Linked DNA regions of Mus musculus: region 1 is linked to region 2. The links are chromatin contacts, called in public Micro-C maps. All regions are on one chromosome and are shown on one strand. Each heading gives the region's core, a stretch centred on a gene start, on an enhancer-like site or on the middle of the called end of the contact. The rest is flanking DNA. Distances are from core to core; before and after follow the strand shown.

Region 1 (7,825 bases), core at 5,237-7,736, 150 kb after region 2:
GCTGTGATGACACACCATGACCAAGGCAAGTCTTATAAAATTGGGGTCTTGCTTATCATTTTTGCACATTAATTCATCATCATCATCATTGCAGGAAATAGACAGCCACATCCTGCTTGGCAGTCAGGGGGCAGAGAGCAAGAGATGCTGGACCTGAACTGGGCTTTTGAAACCTCAAAGCCCACCCCCAGCAGCACAACTCCTCCAACAAGGTAACACCTCCTAATCCTTCCCAAACAGTTCCACTAGCCGATGACCAAGCATTCAAACTTCTGAGTTTGGTGGGTGGGGTGGGTTCTCATTCAAACCATCACACCTTGTGTCCTTTGAAGTCCAGATTCCCCATTACAAGGTGACTGCAAGAATTAAGCAAGGAGGCCATGTAGTGATGGCACACATGATTAATCCCAGCACTTGGAAGGCAGAGGCAGGCAGATCTCTGAGTTTGAGGCCAGCCTCATCTATAGAGCAAGTTCCAGGACAGCCAGAGCTACACAGAGAAACCTGCTTCAACAAACAAAACAAAACAAAAAGACAAACAAACAAATAAAGATTTAAGCAAGGAAGTGTGCATTAAGTGTTCGATAAATCATAGCAGAGATTAAAAAAGGAGAAAGACAGTACAAGGTCCCATTTGTTGACAATGTTCCATGGACTCTGCTTTGAAATCAGAGCAGCCCTTTGGTTCCTCTGGGCCATGGTCAGTGCACTAGACATATATATCTCCCTCTGTCATCTTTCTCCATTCTAATGAAAATAGCCATCATATCAAAGCAACAGGAAGTAAATTTGTAATCAAAGATTTTGTCTGCCCTTTCTTACTCACACACAAACTCCTCAGTGCTGGGAGGTTCTGCAGAGCTAGTTGCATAGGAAGAGAGCACAGCATGACAAACACCATCTAACTGCAAAGTTCTCATATCCTTTATCAAGGAGAATATCAAGAAGGCTTTTCTAAAATAGCATGCATTATAGGTTGCAGAATAAATATGAAACATGTTTTCAGTTATTATGATACAAAAAAGTAAAACCATAGTGGTTCCTTTCGATGTTCAAGCCCATTTCCTGTTTTAGGAAATTCCCTCATTTTGCAGGCCTTCAGTAAAGGAGGAGATAGACAGATCTTCTATCTGTAGAAGCTAAAGGAAAGCAGGTATATTTTGATCCATGCTTTCTCAAGGAAGTCTGAGACTCAGCTGACTGGCTGGCTCTTTGTAGGAAGTGAGGGAAGTCCTGAGAGAATGTGTTCTGTTGACATAGGCACAGCCATGTTAAAGACCCCTAAGGTATTAGGCCCATGGGAAATGGCAAAGTCTTCCCTTCTGTTCCATGTAGGACTGCTGATAGCATGCGCAGAAAATGTCCATGACAACTTTCTACCCCGAGATGTTTATGGCCTGAAAATTGCTCAATACTGAGAATGCTCCTACTAAAATTAGCTAAACCTCCCTCCTTATACATCTGTGTCCCATAAACTCTGCCTCCTTGTTCAATTGCATACAATTACCCTGCTTTCCTGTTCAATTGCGCACAATTACCCCACCTTTCTGTCCTAATGTATATAACAAACGTAAGGATTTTCAGGCTGCCTGGTACAACCGGCCCCAGCTTTTCTTTGTGGCTGTCTTTTCTTCCTTTCTTTGGTGCCCTGGTCAAGTCCTGGGATCCTTAGTGGATGGGGCAGCTCTCTCTTGAAGTAAGTCGCACAAACACACTGGTTAGCCTGGGAAGACCACAGCAGAATAGTGTGACTAGTGGTAGCCTCAGGAATTAGCCTCTAGTGTCAGAGAAGTCATACTATGTCCTGACCAGGAAGAGAGCTCCAAAGGCAAGGCTTAAGCCTCGGTTAAATATACTTGATGTCTATTTGTAACCAAGACCTCAGAGCAGAACGAATTGAAAGATCTTGAGCAGTCATGAATGGGCCAGGGATTGTTTAAGCTCCTTCCAGAAGTATTGAACTTCACCCTAACAATCCCAAGAAGAGTGACCCATCACTCCAGTTTGACAAAGCAAAATTGAAGCCTGTCAAGGTAACACAGCTCATTCAAGATTAACAGCCTCAAAGAGACAGAAGTGGGAGTCGGTCATCTCCATGTAACTGAAAGGCTCTTCCTCCTGGTCACATCTCAAACATGTGCATAGTTTACTAGTTAGTCAAAGAATCTTATGCTTTGCCTCACGTAATCCTCACCACTCCTTCGGGTTGGAATTTTTAATCCATATTTAACAAAGAGGAATTGGAGTCAGAGGGATCAAAAGTAACTTGCACAAATATTTATCATCAGCCTTAAAACTGTACCTACCCATTGGTCTAACAATTCCTAGTCTAAGCATCTATCCCAATGAAATAGTCACAGATATAATTAAAGAGCTCACAGGGTTGGGATTTAATGCAGACAAAAACAGAGTGTCATCTTATGGTCAACGATTCATAAATGAACAACAAAAGACAGGGAATGCCTTCACATAGACTAGTGTGGGTATTAAAAGTCAGGGTGAGAGCTGGGGGTACATAAAATATGCCAGGACCTCACCACTAGGTCACACACATGGCTAGTGAAAGGATTGATTTCACAGGGCATTCAGGATCTTTTGAAAAAGATAGACATATTCTAGATCTCAATTATGGCAAAATCTGCATGAGTACATACAACTGGCAAAATTTTAAAAATGTACTATAAATGGGAGTATATAAATTATTCCTCAATTAAAAACTGCTTCAACAGAAAATATTTTTATCAAGGACAATAAAATTTTAGGTAAAAAAGATTATAAAACCTTTTTTTTGTATTGAAGAATATTATTTCTTCCATGTATGTTACCTGCATGGAGATGAAAAGGAAACATTCCAAAATAATCATGGTGATGGGTGATTAAAACGAATAATTTAGATCTTTATATTTGTTTTCAGTAATCTTTAGTGACCGGAAATTTCAAAAACAAAACAAAACACTAAAGATGTGTTACACCTTGGCTACATGGTAGAAGGCCTGAAGCAGGAGGCTGGGAGTTCAGATTTCTTGGTAGTCAAGTTCCTGTGCTCTCTGTGAAGCCTCAGAATCTCTGCCCTGGGCAGGAAATGCTTAGTTGTGAGCTTTGGGGGAGGAAAATGCCTATAAAACATGTCCTTGCCTGCCAGAAAGCTGAAGTCTGCAAGGCAGAGTTAGGAGAGCAGTTGCTCCTGGTGAGAGGAAGCCGAGGCCAGGAAGAGGAGGATGTGGCAGTAAACCAAGGAGGATGAGTGGGTGGGCAGACTGAGTGACAGGCAGGAGAGAATGTGGCATCTGGGAAAATCCAGGCTGAGGAAGAGACTGTGGAAGGTTAGCACATGAAGGGGGTCCCACAAGAGAGGCCTGCTTTCAGCCCCAAAGCCCACTTCACCCCACCAGTCTACTGTGTTTAATTCCAACGCCTAATAGAGAGTCTGTCCTATAGTGAGAGTCCTTGAGAAAGTAAAACACAATACTCTATTTAGGGCCACTTTGGGGGATACACAGAACTTCTGCTTATATTGTAGTCAGCCCAGAGCTCTGGATTCCAAGGTTCCTAGTCTGTTCTGGACAGTCAGATTACCTTCCAGCACACTACCATGCTGTGAAAAGGATGATGTTAATGTTTATGTCTTAAAAGGAAGTCTTCAGGCCTGCAATGATAGCACTCACCTTCAATCCCAGCACTGGGAAGGCAGAGGCAGGTGGATCTCTGTGAGTTTGAGGCCTGCCTGGAATATAGAATGAGCTCCAAGACACCCAAGGCTACACAGAGAAACCCTGTCTCAAAAAACCTAAAAAGAAGAAGAGGAAGAAGAAGAAAGAAAGAAGGAAGCAAGGAAAAGAAGCAAGGGAAGGAAGGGAGGGAGGGAGGGAGGGAGGGAGGGAGGGAGGGAGGGAGGGAGGGAGGGAGGGAGGGAAGGAAAGGAAAGAAGGAAAGGAGAAGAAAAGAAATCTACAAAATTGAGTGTGGTGACACATGTCTTAAATCTCAGCATTCAGGAGATGTGGGTAGATTCTGGGAGTTAGATGTCAGCCTGGTCTACATATCAAGTTCTAAGCTGGCCAGTGCTACATAGTGAGAGCCTATCTAGAAATAAAGGTGGGGAGAGGCAAGTAGAAATAAAGGTGGGAGGAGGCAAGAAGAAAAAAGGGAGGGACGGTCAGAGAGAGAGAACTGGGGAGCGGGGGGGGGGGGCAATAGAGGAAGAGCAGACATGCAATGTATTAGTTAGAGAATGGACTTCAGAACCAGGCTGCTACGTTTTGAATCACGGGGACTTTCTGGCTTTGTGGCTCTGAAAAAGTCTTTTAACCTTTGTGTTTTGTTTTCCTTCTTTCTATAAAATGTAATCACAAAGATAGTTGCCTCTTGGGGCTGCTGCAAGAATTCAACAAATTACTTTGGTCAATAGTAAGCCTTAATGATGACGCTAGAGATAAAAGATTATATTAACTGACTGCCCCAAGATGACGTGGAACTGGGAGGAGGGGCTGGGTCTGCATGCATCTGCCAATCAATAAGTCTTTGGAATAAAGGACTTACTGGTTGGCTATTTGCCATGTACCCGATATTATCCCAGACACTGTATAGGGAATATTTCCAGCCTTTGGTTGGAGCAATAAGATGTGGAAAACAGAAGCAGGAACCAGTGCTATTGTACAATGTAGTGAGAGATAGGATGTCAGACAATAAGATCACTCAAATTTGAGGAAGAAGACAGGAACCTCTTCTAGAAGCAGGATTTAAACATGGGATGTTTGTGAGGACAAAGACAACAGTGGGCTTTCTTCTTAGCCTATGTGGAGAGTAATTCAGAACCACTTTTCAACTCCACAGACTTTCTCTACATCCTCCCCCTGTGCAGTGAGGCAGCCTGGGTTGGAGGAGAATGGAGAGAGATGGGGAAGGGTTGAGAGGACAGAGCAAGAGCAAGAAGGCAAGAAAGCAGCCCCTTTTATACTGAGTCAGGCAGACCTGGCTGTTGCCAGGTAACTGTGGGGTGGAGCTGAGACAAAATGCTAACAACCACCACCTATCCACTGAGTGACATTGGGATAGTCCCATACAGTCTCTGAGTCCATTGTCTTATTCTGTAAGATGGAAGTCAACTTCTCTGTTTGATGAACTGTTGTGAGACCAAATGAGTACGGGGGCGGCCCCACAGCTCAGCGATACTGAACCCTTTCTCTCCTTTAACCTTTTCTATGGTTCACCAAGCTGGTGAATCCTTCAGGCCTAAACAATGAAGAACAGGTTAGAAGACAGAGGATATCAAATCATGCGGAGTTTAGATCACTTGGTCTAGGCAGGGTACTGGATAAGGGAGCTGCTTCAAGCTGAAGGGAAGACACGGCTTCAGACAAAAATAGGAAAACAGTGCAAAACCTACATGACGGATCTCATGAGATTGTCATATAGAGTTTTGAGGGCTGCATCAGGGTTCTCTAGGAAGCCAATCTAAAGAGGGGGAGATAGCATCGTGCTCAGTTCTGTTGTAGTAAAATGAATGGGGAAAGATGAACTTGAGAGCAAATGGGGAGGAGTCTAGGTGATGATTAGCCATCTTTATTCCCAAGACAGCCGTGGCTACTGCAGGATTTTGGAGAACTAGAGGATATACCAATTTACTAGTTAGAGAGAGCTCTCTGTGACTGATAAGGTGCCTTACAGGCACTGAGTGCTGGTGGAGGTGCAGTTTTACTGCAGTCTAGGAGAGAGGACAAAGGTGAACCAGGAAGCCAGATGGCTCTCTTCTTCCGAGCTCCTCTTTAGCACAGCATGGCTTCTCATGGCCTTGTGACTGTGCCATGGAGCGTAATTGCCTCTCGTTTGCTTCTTTTCCTCTCTGCATTCCTGGACCAAGAAGAGTTCCTAGTTTCCACCTCTGTGTTCTGAGGACTATGAGAATAAGGAGTAAAGGATGAGGCTACAGCCTGTGGGCTGTTCATGATCCAAGAAGCCCTATAGGGCCCTTGCTTTCTCGCTTCCCCTTCTCTGGCTATAATCCTACCATGCAAACAAATGTTTCAGATGCTGTCTATATTGTTTTGTAAGCTGGCAAAATCTAAACCTTCCTCTTGTATGCTTACCAAGTAGAGCTTTAAGGAAGTAACAATCAGGGAAGGAAAGAAGAGCTGATGGAAGCCAGAGTCTACTTGTTCGGTTGTCTGCCCTCTCACTGTACAACAGGGGGAAAATTTAGAGAGCAGTTTCCTGGAGGTGAATTGCAGTGTGCAGAGATCCTCGGAAGCAGCAGCACGCTTCTCTCACTCTTCTACAACATCCCCCTTACTATTCTGGTGTATCTCTGTGGATACAGACAGGGAGGTTGTAGGCTCATCAGGGCACAAATGATCTTACCACCTGGCATGGTTGCAATTGTTTATAAAGTGATATGATTCCAGCCAGCACATAATAACCCAAGCTGGTACTGTGCCCTCTTCATGGCATCTGCCAGGAGCCTGCAAGCTTTGTGCTGCCAAAGGTCACCAAGAAACCAGCGTCCAGGGCTAGAGCCTCATGTGGCCCTGGAAGGAGCTGCATCTGAGAAGGGCTGGAACATGTGGGCAGAGAATCAAGCCAGCGAGGACTATGAGTCCCAGGGAGCACCTGTTCCCAGGGAGTAAATAATTCTCTGTCCTTGGGTCATGACTCCTGCCTGTCGCCGAGCCTTCCTTGTGGGCCGCCAGCCTGACACCAGCATACTGCGGGTGTTAGCTGTGCTTTGGAAAAAGAATCAAAGGTCCTGGTGGCTTTTACTCCCTACCCTGCTCAACGTTGCTCTCGGACTCCTATTTCACAGCTGCTGCCCAGGCTACACGGTGAACCTTACAAATATTTGGATGTGGCACCCCCTAGCCCGCACTGACAGAAGTTGGGTGACAGAGGCAGACAGCCTGAGATTGCACCGGGCTGCAATTCTGGGCGAACAGGTGTTGGCAGCTGCCACATCCCTTTCCCCCTGCCTCCTGCTCCACCCACTCTGCTCTCCTGTCTGTTTATAGTGTGTTTTCCTGGGACAACATTTGAAGTATGCTAAATATGGGCACCGTGGCTAGAGATGGAATGTCAGGCTCATTGTGTGGACGGAGAATTAGTGAGTTTATGACAGGGAGGACTAATTCTTGTGTTTGGAAAGGAATCAGAGACCCACAGTTACTCAGTTTTGAAAGTGCATCATCCACAGATGCTGAGGTAATATTGTGGTGGTTAAGAAGGACAGTTCTGGGAGCGCACAGGCCTGGGTGAGAAATGCAGTTTGGCTGCTGGCCTGCAGCAGGACCTTGGGTAAACTCTGGTGTCCTTGTTTGTTGCATTGGTCAGCTCCTTCAGATTTTTCTGATTGCTGGGAAGCCCATTAGACCATTTTTCAAGACACCATGACACACCGTGAGCACTTTCACCAGAGTGCTCCATTTTGAGTGTCTAAAAGTCCTAGTTTCTCCCAGGGAGCCTACTACGCAAGAGACAGACAGACAGACAGGACGCCACTCTGCACCATCATTCCTGGGACCTTCTCCACGTCACCTCTTTTTCTCTCTCTCAAGAGAGAGTCCTCCCTGCCATAGGTTAGAAGGTAAATGTTCTCTCCAGCACAGCCTGGCTAGTCAATCCCTGAGCTCTTTTGTCCCAAGTCACTCCACCTTCTGTCATTAGACCTTAAGCAATGCACAAATCTTTCCTCTAGCTGTCCCTTTCTATGCCCTGACTGCCAGTTCCTCCTCTTCACATTGGTCTAAACAGCACCTTTTCCAGGGTTTAGACTACCCTCCTACTGTCTCTCTGTTGTTGGTGTACCTATCTACATACATTTTCTTCATAATTTCGT
Region 2 (7,543 bases), core at 1,718-4,217:
TAGTGCTACTCTCTGTGGGACAAACATTCAAACATATGAGTCTATGGGGGCCATAGCCTATTCAAACCACCACACTCTTTATTTCCTGAATTATGAAGAAGACTTACAGAACAATTTCTTCTTGGTACCCACATGTCATAATAAATCAAACCAACCTGAACTTGTGTTTGTTGTGCATAGAAGACATAAGCAACTATGTGCGTATGGCGCCATCCTTCCAGGAGACCATCAGATAGATACATGATTAGGCTAGAGGAAAGATACATGAAGCAGATATCAGCATTTGTTAAAAAAAAAATCCATGATGCCATTTCATGCTACTATGCCAAGTAATTTCCAGTGCTTCAAATAGGTCAGGCCTAGAAAATCCAGGGCTGACAATAGCCATAGAAATTCTTTTCCAGAGTTTACAAAGAAGAATCTTCCACTCCGTTCTATTTGAAAATTTTATTTTGCAATTTTTTTTAATTTGAGTGAATAAAATTTACCAGGCAAATTGTGTATAGTAGCCTACTGAGCACCTAATGTCTTTTATCCAATATGTGCACGTGTGTATGCACATATTCATGTGTGTTTGCAGGAGTCCTGGGCCATCTCCCCAGCTCCTCTCCTGGTGTCTGAAGTGATTCTTTGCAATAATTTGTCTGAACAATCTTATTTTTAAGTTCTGTACTTTATCTGAAGATAATCTATATACCTTTGAATTAATGAGTATTCCTTAGCAATCTTTGAAACGAATTGAAGACATGCTAAAATGTGTATGAAATTTGGTGACTAAACAGCTCAGAAGGTGTTGATGTTACTGCTGGATGGACCGGTCAAACCTGCAGTCCTGGTTCTGTTTCCCCTCAACTTTTTTATAAAGAAGTTGTTGGCCAAGTTGATGACTTTGCCTCGAGACTTAGAGTTCTAATCATAGAAACACCAAGTCTGAACTAGAAGACGTGAGCTTGGGAACTCCTTGCATTTTCAGCCTCCTACCCTTTGAACATGAACACTTAGGCTCTATGAAGCTCAGCACAGGTACCTTACCCACAGGGGCAAATGTAGGAACTTTATCTTACTGGTCACTGCAGGAGTTCCAGACGGTTCTGTTCCTCGAGTCTAGCATGTTTGAAAGCAAAATGAATACATGCTGCTTGCTTGTAGGTTCCTCGGGAGAAGGTGAAATGGAGGCTACATAAAAATAAAACATCCTCTTCTCCCAGGTTTAGCGTGTTCTAGACTTCTAAACCATGGCGTTGGGCATTTCACTTTTTATGGCAGTTAATACAAAATGATGCACCTGTGTGTGTGACCCAGAACTGAGCACTGTGCGAAGTGGGCAGAGCACTGAGATCATAGATTGTCATTTCGCCTGTGCTTCCTTAGAAGGCAGTTCTTTGCATCGTGGACACTTGCGTGTACCCTGGGTCGTGATCTGGAAAAGAAAATGAGATCATCATGATGTGCATCTGCCATTCTTGACACATCTCACCTGATAATAAATAGTTAACATGTAATGTTTTATGAGTGCTTAGAATCATAGTTTTAACTTTCTATCCTTTAAATTTTTCAGCATACACAAAAGTACAACTTAATTGTTAACAGCCAGCAGATAACACAGGGCCAATCCTAACTTAATGGACTTCTACTCTCGTTATAGCAGAACTTGAACTGTAGATATAAACCCAACAAGACAGCCTGCTCTCATTTGCCCCTGGTGGGCTTTGCTCATTATATTTAAGATATTTGTGTGTATTACATGTACTGACGCTCCTTAACTGGGACTGGAGAGATGGCTTAGTGGTTAAGAACATTCTGTTCTTCCACAGGACCTGATTGAGTTCCTAAAACCCACATTAGGCAGTTCACCACTGTCCATAACTCCAGTTTCAAGGGGATCCAATGCATATTCCAGGAGAACCTCAATGACTCTGGCCTCCAAGGGCACCTACACTCACATGCATGTACCTATATGCAGACATACACATACCTATATATAACCAAAATCAATAAAAATAAATCTTTAAAAAACAACAAATTTAAAAAAAAAAATCATTATCTGTGGCTGGAAGATGGCCAGTGATTAAAGCACTTTCCAGACAAAGAAAAAGATGTGGGCTTAGAACCTATGTAAATGCTGGGTGCAAATGGTCGCCTGCCTGTAGCTCTAGCCTCATGGAAGGAAGAGAAGGGATCCCAGAGTCAGCTGCCCTTTGAGACTAGCCATACCAAGCAGTTGTGTACACCCTGAGGACAATAGTTAGCCAGCATAGGTACTATCACAGCATATTCCATTGTCCGAAACAAAACCTCACAACTGCATCTGTGCATGAATAACATGAAATCCTCCTAGAATTCCTGTCACTGGCAGGAGGAACATTTTGGAATGTCTTTCTCTTATGTGCTTCCTGGGTATGTTTTTAACTACAGATCCTTCCATGGGCTTAGCTGCCTTCTGGAAGCATGCCCTCTTCCCCCTGGCTTTGGTGACACTGTTGCCCTTTTCAACTCCTCTGAAGATGTCCTGCTTTGACCCTGGGCTAAAGACTTAGGGGCCCGGGTGAACTCTAGTATTTTCCTCTGAAGTGCCTGGAAGTCAGATGTGGCTCTGGCTCTGTCAGAGCCTCCTGGCTCAATGACAAGAATGGAATCTTACTCATTTTTTAATCCTCTGCATCCAACCCTTTGCACAGTCGCATTCGTTTGTTTGAAGCACTGACTGCTGACGGTGACGTTGATCACAATGACGGTAGAGATGTAGATAACACTGTGTGATTTTCTCGTGCGCGCTATTTTCTGTGTGGTTTTGGTTGATCATTATGTCCTGTGAGGTAGCAATCTCCTCATCTTGTTTTACAGAAAATCCGGGAGTTCTTGAAGATTAAATTTCCTTACACCATTCTGCACTGGATGACAGGGCTGAGATATGAACCTAGTCTCATTTGACTGCCAAACCTTATCACATCAGCTTCGCCTAAACTTTCCTTGAAAACAATCTGCCTGGACTTCTCTGGCGCTCACTTGTCTCCCTGTCGGAGCTTGCCTGACCCTTTCCCCATCAGCTCCCTGAGGCCTATCACTTGTGCCAGAAACCTTTGGTGGCCCCATTTCTCTAAGAAATTCACTCTAGGCTGTGCTCTACTCCTCTTGCCAGTAACTGTTTTGAAATCCATTCCCCTCTTCATCAATACCTTGAGTGCCGGGTCCTTCGAGGATTGATTCATTTCAGTCACCTACACGTTGAGCCTGCCTGAGCCCTCAATGGCCACTCATTTCTCCAGGTTCCTAACTGCTGCCTTCCGGCATTCATTGTCCCACTTACATTCTTCCCCGGGTTCACCCTGGTGGAAGCATAAGCTACCAATCCAGCCCATATGACTATTAGCCATGCTCAGTGCCAGCTGGTAGTTGTGTCAGTGTCACTGAACTACATAGTCTTCTCTGGCCCTCCCTGGAAGGCTGTTCCTTGTTAACCATTTATCTTGTTCCTTCAAAGCAAAGCAGTGGCTTCATGTCCCCTATAATCCAAAATGGATACAGCAGAGTCTTATTGCTACATTTCCACTCTTTTGGGTATTTGGGGGTGTTTGGATGCTCTCTTGAAAGCCAAGCTCCTGCATGGTTAGCCATGGTAGAAGGCATGCCCTTTGCTTCATGTGAACCAGATGCTAGGTCTTAAGAATAGATTCCTAATTTTATTTCTTTTGCATTGTCATGGCAAAAAATGAGTAAAATAACTAGCTGCATTGTAGACAACATCTAGGGTAGATAGGAAGTCTGCTTAGAAAACAACCTTGGCTTTGCTGAGCCAGGGAGGTAACGGAAGGACAAGCTCCTAGGTCCCTAGGGAAGGCTGATAGGAATAGCACTCAATTTGTCAGGTGGATACAAAGAAAAGTTTCTGAATTCAGGTATAGAAATAGTAACAGATCTCTAGCACAGGTCTTTAAATCAAATCCCCAGCCTGAGCAAATGAGCGATTCTGCACCCTTCCTTAATCAGACTTCTCTCAAGTCCTTGCCACCTTTCAAGCTTTGTGTAGGCCTTGCACAGCTGTGCATCTGAAGCTAGGCTTTATTCTAGAATAACATCAGGAATATGATCAAGTTTGTTTAAATAAAACAGCTGTTTGTTTATTCCATAGCCAGATCTTCCTGCTGTTTGAGAGCTCTGGTTTGCACTTGTCCAGGGCAGCAAGTATTTCCTTAACTTGAGAGGCTTAAGAATGAACTAGGGACTTAACTGCCTTTATATTTATCCTTATTTGTAATTGTGTGTATATGTATGTATGTGGCTGTGTGCACATATGAGTACAGGTGCCTGCAAAGTTCAGAAGGTGTCAGTTGCCCTGGAGCTAGGGTTATAAGGGTTTGTGAGCCTTTCTCTCTCTTCCTCCCAGGTTGGTGATGAGAACTGAACCAAGAGACCAGTCTGAGCTCTTAACCACCGAGCTATCTCTCCAGACCCTCATCTTGAGTACTTAGGGCAGGGGTGCTTCTAGGACACTCATTGACAGGGTCCACCCCAGTTCTGATTCAGTATGTCTGGGTTGGAATCTGAGAATTAATGTTCTAAGAAATTCACAGATGTTCTTGAGGTTGCTGCTGCAGGTATGCAGAGCACAGGCTGAGAGCCACTGTACCAGCGAACACCTTCAGTGTAGCTGTTACCCTTTGTGGACCCTTCCTCTCACAGATGTATAAGAGCACCACTACATGGAGCAGGGAGAATTTCTCTTTATGCCATTTGGAATTCACGCCATTATTAGTAGCATGTATCTACTGTAGTAGTCTAAGGGGATGTGTGCATTCTTTTGTGTACACAGTGGAAGCCACTCTTTGCTTTAATATCTTGAAATAGGATCGCTTACTGAACCAGAAGTTTACAAGTTCAGCCAGGATGGCTGATCAAAAAGCTCTTGAGATCCACCTGACAAATGGTGAAAGTGCACACATTCAATATGCAGATTTTTTTTTTAAACCTGGGTTATAGGGACTTGGACTTAAGTCCTTGTCTTAGCTATTTCTCTATTGCTGTAACAAAATACTGTGGCCAAGGCAACTTATAAAAGAAAATGTTTAATTTGGCTTATCATTTCAGACAGTTAGAGTGGAGCTCATGATGGTGGAGCACGGTTGTGGTACAAGAGCAGCCAAGAGTTTACTTACATCTTGATCCTAGAGCAAAAGGCAGAGAGAGCTAACAGAGAATAGGGTGGGTGCCTGAAACCTCACAGCCAACCACCCCTAAGAGACTCAGCTCCTCCACTGAGGCCACATTCCCTAACCTTTCCCCAACTGTTCCACCAAAAGCCAAGTATTCTGAGGAGTTGATGGAAGCCATTCTGATTCAAACCGCTGCATTCCTCATGCTGTAGAGCAAGCACTGTTACCCACTGAGCCGGCTCCCAGGGCCCAGGATAGCTGTGTTTTATTGTAGACTCTCGCCCAAGCTAGTATCTCGCCAGCAAGGATTCACTCAGACAACCGGATCCTTCTACGGCAAAGCTTTTATTGCTTCAACATAAGGAAGACCCCGAACCCGGAAAATGGCGCTGCTTATATAGCCCGCAGCATGACGTTTCAGCACCTGATGTGGCGTGACAGCACCTGATTAGTTTCTCGCCCATCACCCCATTACTACGCCCCGAGATGGGCAGTGACAGGGCGTGAATTTACTCTTGCACTTGCGCATAAGGCTTGTTTACTAGTTAGGTGCAGTGGAAGCCAGCGCCATCTTATAATGGCGACGAATGCTCACGGCACGGCTCTCCACAGTAGACCACTCGGGTACCATTGGTGCTTACTGCTTATACTCCTAGCAAAGACGCTAATTAATGAAATAACAGTAATTTCTTTTTTAGGGGTGTTGTAGAGTAAATAAAAACATGACATAAAGCCCTCAACATGGTCCCTAACATAGAAAAATCTAGCTTCAGAGATTGACCTGACTGGGGTGACATGAGAATGAAGAAAGGACAGAAAGACACAGTACAGAAAAGCTGTGACCTGGTAGGCTGTGCTCATTCTAAAGGAAGACATCGCCTGCACAGGCCTGAACCTATTTTATGCATCAAAATCTAGGAGGTGGGTTTATTGTATACAGCTGAAACAAAGGAGGTAGATTTAGCAGTCTCAGGCTTCAGTCATCCTGGAGAAGGAAGCTGTGGTTGATAGTTTCTACATACACCACTCCCATTTGGACCAGAGGAAGCCTTTGCCACTCCCACTGATCTGAGGCATTGGGGTCCTTGACATAGCTCATGTCAACATACATTAACTGAAGCCTTCCTCTCTCCCCACATTACCACTTTTTAACATTCATTCATTCATTCATTCTTGAATAAACACATGAGCCATTTAGTTATCTTAAACCAGCCATGCAGACATAAACAAATATTTTCTGAGCCAATAGTTTCTTGCTGAACTAGGTTTCAGGTAAAACTTGATCATAAGCATTGTTCCCAGTGTTAACTATAAAAATTTGTCTGGACAGATGAATGGAGCATGGCCCACCATTAAAGCAGGGGCCAAGAACTGCACTGCTATAGGTCATAGGACACCTCTTGGACTTCCCTCAAACTGAAAACTTGTTTAGATACCTCACATGGGTACACAGTAGCATGGTTCTTGGAAACTCTCATACTGGAGGTGAGGGTTCACAGAGTGAACATATTTGTCCTAATCAAATACGTGGGAAAGCCAGGAATTCCTAAAATCTGTGCAGGGAAGCATACCAGTAGGTATTCATTGGCTTAGAACAGACAGTTTCACTGAATACCTGTGGGAAAGACCAGCAAAGTGTATCCTGTTTCTAACAAGCATCAGGTATACAAGCATCCCCCAATGGTGGTTTCACACTACCTAATACGTAGTTGCTTTGCTGTATGTCTTACTCTAACCCAGGTATTTATGGAAGTCTCTTCCTCTGCATTAGTCACTATGAGAGGGAAGGTAGAACAAGAAGATCAGGACATGGATTTGATGTTGAAGAAATATGAACTAAAATCTCTAGCTTTGTGATCTTGAGAATTCTGTAACCTTCCTGAGTTCTATGAGCATGATAAATCCAACCTCTAGGGATACTAAATAAACATGTATTTGCACAGAGCGCTGAGTACTAGTTACAGTGATTGGCACATGGTAATGAAGACATGTAGTCACTATATTACAATGCTTGTGTAAAACCAGTTAGGTAACAATATGCATTGGGTAGCAAATATGCATGCACAGCTTGCCCTGCCTACCCTTTCCATGCATGGTCAGGCCCTTCAGGAATCCTTTAGCCCCTGAGCTATAGGCATAGAGCAGGAATTAAGTAATAAAGGGGATTAGTCACTTCAAGCAAAAGTAGTCACTGAAGCTTTTCCTGAAGAGGATAGCAATGTAAACAGGGACCTAAAGCTAGAGGAAATTTAAATAGAGCCAAGAAGCTGGCAGAGAGCTTGAGTGAAGGCCCAAGACTTAAAAACACAATACAAAGTCAGGGACATGAATGTTACACCCTGACACTGTTTCTGTGTACCAATAAAAAAATTCCAGGCCTGAACCCTAGAATC

Evidence for each region. Hi-C and Micro-C count contacts between places; a contact is called where the count stands out from the background.
Region 1: a contact with region 2 is called in a Micro-C map of muscle stem cells, with 2.9 times the contacts expected there. The contact joins two enhancer-like sites. A contact is called at or near these places in 1 of 15 datasets of contacts at CTCF or cohesin (large pre-B cells), 3 of 484 Hi-C or Micro-C datasets (bone marrow-derived macrophages, muscle stem cells and nephron progenitors) and 7 of 115 datasets of contacts at active chromatin or transcription factors (embryonic stem cells, kidney, liver and 2 more).

What each region holds. Positions count from the first base shown.
Region 1 is chr6:67,131,940-67,139,764 of GRCm38.p6, forward strand. No RefSeq gene overlaps it. Among named protein-coding and RNA genes, the nearest start is that of A430010J10Rik, 22 kb to the right of the region's middle. Within about 2 kb of position 6,487, at least 38 of the 459 cell types and tissues checked have an H3K27ac peak or open chromatin away from gene starts, as enhancers often do. A contact at or near this core is called in muscle stem cells, where this site is marked.
Region 2 is chr6:66,989,849-66,997,391 of GRCm38.p6, forward strand. All of the region lies in intron 3 of Gng12 (guanine nucleotide binding protein (G protein), gamma 12), which reads left to right. Gm36816 (a long non-coding RNA gene) reads right to left here. Exons shown (of 4, transcript XR_869154.3): 2 at 1,065-1,420; 3 at 156-249. Among named protein-coding and RNA genes, the nearest start is that of Gm36816, 15 kb to the right of the region's middle. Within about 2 kb of position 2,968, at least 15 of the 459 cell types and tissues checked have an H3K27ac peak or open chromatin away from gene starts, as enhancers often do. A contact at or near this core is called in muscle stem cells, where this site is marked.